2 separate regions of the Gasterosteus aculeatus genome follow, and region 1 is linked to region 2. The links are chromatin contacts, called in public Hi-C maps. All regions are on one chromosome and are shown on one strand. Each heading gives the region's core, a stretch centred on a gene start, on an enhancer-like site or on the middle of the called end of the contact. The rest is flanking DNA. Distances are from core to core; before and after follow the strand shown.

Evidence for each region. A called contact is a pair of places that touch in the nucleus more often than the background predicts.
Region 1: a Hi-C map of skeletal muscle shows a contact between it and region 2, with 2.5 times the contacts expected there. The contact joins the enhancer-like site here to the promoter of foxp1b in region 2. A contact is called at or near these places in 2 of 6 Hi-C or Micro-C datasets (skeletal muscle and tail fin).

What each region holds. Positions count from the first base shown.
Region 1 is chr17:20,993,625-20,996,365 of fGasAcu3.hap1.1, forward strand. foxp1b (forkhead box P1b) reads left to right here. Exons shown (of 19, transcript XM_078092549.1): 3 at 1,803-1,872. Among protein-coding and RNA genes, the nearest start is that of foxp1b, 40 kb to the left of the region's middle. Within about 2 kb of position 1,412, at least 1 of the 9 cell types and tissues checked has open chromatin away from gene starts, as enhancers often do.
Region 2 is chr17:20,953,754-20,956,684 of fGasAcu3.hap1.1, forward strand. foxp1b (forkhead box P1b) reads left to right here and starts at 1,397. Exons shown (of 19, transcript XM_078092549.1): 1 at 1,397-1,882.

The DNA.
Region 1 (2,741 bases), core at 162-2,661, 40 kb after region 2:
CCAAAGGCACCGATAACGCGCCGAGGACTAGAGCGCGTACAGTGAATCCGTGACCCACACCACCACCACCACCACCACCACCACCACCACCCTCGCTAATGGGGAAGTCCACTTCACGCAGAATAAAAGTCTTTGTTGGAGCTCGGTTGCAACCAGTGCCGGTCATTGTGTATTTCATGTGACGGCACGGTGTTTGCATGTTTCTGTGTGTGTTTGTTCTGCAGCCCACGCGGTTCACGTGGCGTTTGAGCTCAGAAAGGAGACATGTCTTTGGACGGTGTCGTCCTCTGAAGGGGCCGAACCGTCTCCCGGATTTCTCTTCTGTTCCCGCTCCGTTAAACAAACCAAAAGGAACCAGCGAAATGCTCCACGGCTCCTGTTTGTCTCTTGAAATCGTTGCACTTGGATCCGAGCCTCTTAACGGAGCGTGCACGTAACCCACCTGGGTGGGTAATTATCTCAACCACGAGTGGTTCCATCCCCCGAAATCTGGATGTGGGAGTGCTTGATGGGCTGCGTTTTCCTCCCAGCCCGGGCGAAGCCAGCGGGCGCTTGTTTATCCTCGCCATAAGTTCTCTGCACCCCCACTGCTCTGAACGGCATAACGTTCCAGCTTTGTGCCGTTTGAAATGAAGACAATTATGTGTTTAGGCGTCACAGGATGGGCACTCGGTACGAGCAGAGGAAAGCCGGCGATGCCTTTTTTTCTTCTTCACCCCGATACGAATGTTTCCGCCGTTAAAATGATGGAACATTTGCCTAAATGGATGTTATGCGTCGGGTAAACTCATTTGGCCCCCGGGGCTCTTTTCAGGTGATGGGAATTAATGATGTTTAGTAGTTTGAAACTGAAAATATCTGTCATTTGTCACCACTCGCCATTGATTTACGGTTCCATTGATGATATGTTAATTGAGGTGTAATGAATCACAATGATGGGGCGGTTGTGTGGGAACGGCCCAGTTTTGGAGGATGGTTCAAACCCCCCCGGCGGCGTTCTGCGTGTTGACTGTTACCAACGACATTTAACTTTAAATTAATGCTGAAACTGGGCGAGTTGGACCAGTGTGTGTGTGTGTGTGTGTGTGTGTGTGTGTGTGTGTGTGTGTGTTTTAATCTTCTCAGTCTGCTTTAGATAAACAGGAGCTCGGCCACAGCTTTGACTGCCAAATGTAAACGGCAAGAAAGAACAGTGGGAGCTTCTTTTATTTCTTTATTTTCTTCTTCCATATTTGGATATGCTTTAATGCTTTTATTCAAATGCACCTGAGTTATCGGCCCACAGTCACTTCTCAGTTTACCATAAAAATAAGATTTCGTTTCCTCCCTCTCCTCGCCGTGGTTGAGTGCTCAGTTAGGAGAGCCGTGTGCATGCCGATCAGGGCCGGTGGGCGGAGCCGGGGCAGCGCCGCTACAGGTACAACGCCCCCCTCCCCCCCCCGCCCCCCCGCGTCAAATAAACTGCTCGCTCGGGTGCGTTGTTGTGGAGGGGCGCGGTTGTTGCTAACGGGGGGACGGGACTCGTCACCCGGCAAAGGGACGCTTTGCCTAAAGAGGGGGGGGGGGGGGCCTGGAATGCCGGCTGTCGGGGGACGCGGCTCGGCCTGAACCCCGAGGGGAAGCCAATGCTGGCCAATTGATTCCCTTCTGGTGATTTCCCAGATAAGACACCTCACCGGCGGTGGGGGGGGGGGGGGGGCACAGCTTACAGCTCCTGTATAAGTGCTGGTCGGCGCCTGTTGACGAGCTCTGCAGCTGTAAGCGCCAGTAATTACAAATAATTCCCCGTCTTGTGTCCGCAGGGCGAGGAGGCTGTTGCGCCACCTTTGGATCTGAAGATTGCTTTTAAATAAAAGCAAGTCCACACAGCAGGTAAACACACACACACACACACACACACACACACACACACAGGCCGCTGCTTATTGAATGGGCTTAATAATTAACTCCATGCTGGGTGGGTTCTCTTGTTTGTGTACTGTATTTGTGCCTGTACGGTCGTAGCGGTCGTGGGGGGCGGGTGGTGGGGGTGGTGGGGGTGGTGCGGGTGGGGCGGGTCTGGTGGGCCGCACAGGTGCACTGACAGCTGCTGATTAGAGACCAGCATGGTGAGCGATAAAAGGGATTGTCCCCCCCCCCCGCATCCCCACACCAAGGAGTCACCGCGGACTCGGCTGGCTGAGCAGCACGCCGGCGAGCAGGAAGTGGGATGTTCCCACACGTCTGCGTTTGCCGGGAAAAAGCCGAAATGCGGTGACGGCGTGTTTGGTAAACACGGCGTCATTTGGGTGGATGCCTGGTGTTTGCTCCTCTCACCCGTCTCCCTGTGGGTGGGTGTGGCTTCAGGAGTCTGCCTTCATCTCTTTGTCTCCAGTCTGTTTCATGTCCGTCTTCCTCGTGTCTCTCGCGGGCTCCGCCGACACGCCGGGACTCGAGCGCCGGCTGTGCATTTGTTTTGTTTGGGCCTCTAGCAACGTGTGAGGTGACGATTAAGATAAAGCATCTGGATGGAAAACACTATCAAGTCAATTCCATATTCCCATTTCCAAGAAGTCCTGCTGATATTTACATTTCACCTCAAGTTTAAAGAATAAACGTTCTTTCTTCCGTAAAAAGGGGGAACCCTCCAACGTTCCTTCTAACCCGGAATGGATTCCCAGAGACAAAGCGTTTCGCATTGAGCAGCTTCCCCGCCGCGTCTCTGTGGCGTTTGGGAGAAGCAGCAGTGACGTTGTGGCTGC
Region 2 (2,931 bases), core at 147-2,646:
TGCGCTGCTGTGGCTTCACAGGCCCTGAGGTCATTGAACACAACACCAGGAAGGGACGGATGTGACTACAACATGTGCTCATATCAACCTTTGCACTTGGAATTTGCTGTTTACAAGCCACAGGTTTGAGGACACGTTGTAATTATGTTAATGACAAAGACAAGTGATGGAACTGTTTTATGCATATAAGACCTGAGAACATATCACCCTGTCTTAAGCCCTCGTTGTATTTATTTACACCCCCTTTTTTCATTAATCAATCGTGTCCAAATTGTTGTTGTCAAACGCGTTTATGTCTAAATTATTTATTGTCTGTTAAAGAACCAAAGGATGGAAAATAGGTTTTCCTGCGTTTAGTTTGGCCTGAATGCCTTAAACCACACAAAGGTTTTGTGGGTTTACAAACCCAAACCCTAAACTACAAGTGACATCTGAAGTATTATAGACTAAGGTAAAACATTTAAATTATTCTTAAGATAACCACCATTTTAAAAGTGTTTTTTTTAAATTATTTGTCATCGTCAATATGCTACGAAAAGTCTCCAAGTATCCTCAGAAGCTCGATCCATAGCTGATGCTAATGGACTTTACTTCTGACCACACATCATTCATCCACTCACACAGTGGTGACAGCAGCTCCTTCACACAGACACCAGCCGCTAACATTCACTGTGGCCACGTGCTGGGCCAAGTGTCTTGCTCGAGGACACGTGGACGTGCAGGTTAGCAGCACCCGGGATCGAACCGCCAACCCTCACAGGTGTGACCAGAGGAGTGTAACCCTCCACATCTGTAATAAAAGAGGATCGAGTCATAAAGTCACACTGTGGTGGTTAAATACCGCAGCAGGGCCCCTGAGACGGGACTTGGCCACAGGGCGGCGCTGTCCACCAACAAGAGGACGTCTCCAGCAGCGCGGCCATGATGAAGCAGCGAGGAGCTTCAGGAGGGAAAGAACCACGTTAGGCGTGTTCTTCACGTCACGTCAGCGCGTCAGGCGTCGACTGGACGGTGGTTCTCGCTCACTCAGATTTGAACTACTATCAGGATTTTATTTTTTATTTGCACTTGTTGTGACTGTCTGCTGAGGTGAAACTGTGAAGAAGTGAACAAAACTATTTAACCAAAAAAAAAGAAGCAAAAAAGGCCGCAGCACAGATTCGTTGAAGTTACTTATCTGAAATTCAGACATGCCCTTTAAAATATTAAAATATGGAATTGGAACCACACGCCAGAAAATAGAGCCATGAAGTCCTCTGGGAATCTGCACCTTTCTTCTTTTTAAAACTTAACACCAGTTACAACTTCTCATATTTGAGTTGATAACATCTAAAAAACGAGAGAAAAAGACGGGACAATTCTCTGAAATAATAAGTTGTAGTCCGTGTCACGCGTTGAGCTCAGCGCGCAGCGGAAAGGACGCACTCGTGCTCGCGCGGCTGTGATGCGCGGCGGAGGATCCGCGACGCGGCAAACGCGCTTCACCCAGCAGGTGGATGTGACGTCACGGACCTGGAACATCAAAAACAACAACATCCAAATCGGCGATTCTCGCCCTCTCGCTTGTTTTCTCCCCTTCTTCTCCCTCCGTGTAATCATCTGAACATCAGCCGAGGAGGAGCAGAGCAGCTCGCGCGTTTCCCCGCCAGCACCGGGAGTCAGCGCGCGCCAAACTCCACGTTTCGCTTCTTTTTCCTCGACGCCCTCCTCGGCGAGACGAGCTTTTTCCTCCTCGTAGTTAAGTTAGTAAGTAAGTCCCCCACCTCCTCCACCTCCACCGGCACCTCCTCCTCCACCTCCACCGGCCGCTGTTGACGGTGCGATCTGTTGTCGCGTGCACGGCTCCGTTATTGCATCGGTAGCCCCGCGCGTGTCCACGCGGGTAAGTTGTGTTACCTTAATGTTAACGTCAGTGTGTGTGTGTGTGTGTGTGTGCGTGCGGGCAGCGCCGCGTCCGCCGCTCGTTTTGTTTCGCTGTGAAAGTTGTGTTTGTTAACTTAGTTGTGTCTCGTCGCGAGCCCCCCCACCAGCAGCACCACCACCACCAGCAGCACCACCCGGCGCGTGCACGCGGCGCGCCGTCGTTAAAGCGACGTTAGTTAACTTGTGAGGGTCGTGATTTGTGGCGCGGGGCACCGCAGGGGGGCTTTTCTCCCCCCACGTGTCCGCTCCCAACCAGCCGGGAAGAAGGTGCGTCAACGGGGCTGTTCGCCGACACGAGACGGCGTTAAAAGCGGATGTTCAACACGTCGCGGACACACAGGATTCAGACGATTTAGTCTCTAGTTTAGTTTTAGTTTAGTTTAGTTTAGTTTAGTTCTGGCTCCTCGTTTGGTTCCGCGGGTTCTACCGGCGGTGGTTCTTCTGGGGTCAAAGTGGACATTCTTCTGTGTGTAAAGGAGCGGAAGTTGCAGAGCACTTTATTCACTTTGGAAAAATAAGGTTTAAATTGTGTTAAATCAACAATGACCCGTTATTGCTATTGAGTGGACGGGTAAATTAATTTTATAATAATAATAATTATAATATTGTAATATTTTTGTGTTCTACTATCCAAATAAATGTAACGTTGGGTGAGCAAAATTAATTTGCCTGTACAAATAAATTCAAAGCAGTGAAATTTATATTAAAAATATTTCAGCTCCTTTTTTAGCTCTGTTTTAATTTTATAATACAAAACAGGTGTATTGCAGACAAATGATTTAATGTTTACATATCACAAACAAATGTCCTTCATGACTTATTAGTCATTTGTAAAGTGAGACAGAATTTTTATTCTCACCAAAATGATAACTTCATATAAAAAAGATAGCGATTATGTATCTCTATTGAGAGTGAACCGCGTACACGAGAGAATGAAGCATTCCCCTAATATATTTTTTTACAGTAAGTCAGTCTGCAGCTGGCAACAGCAGGACCTTTTTATAAAAG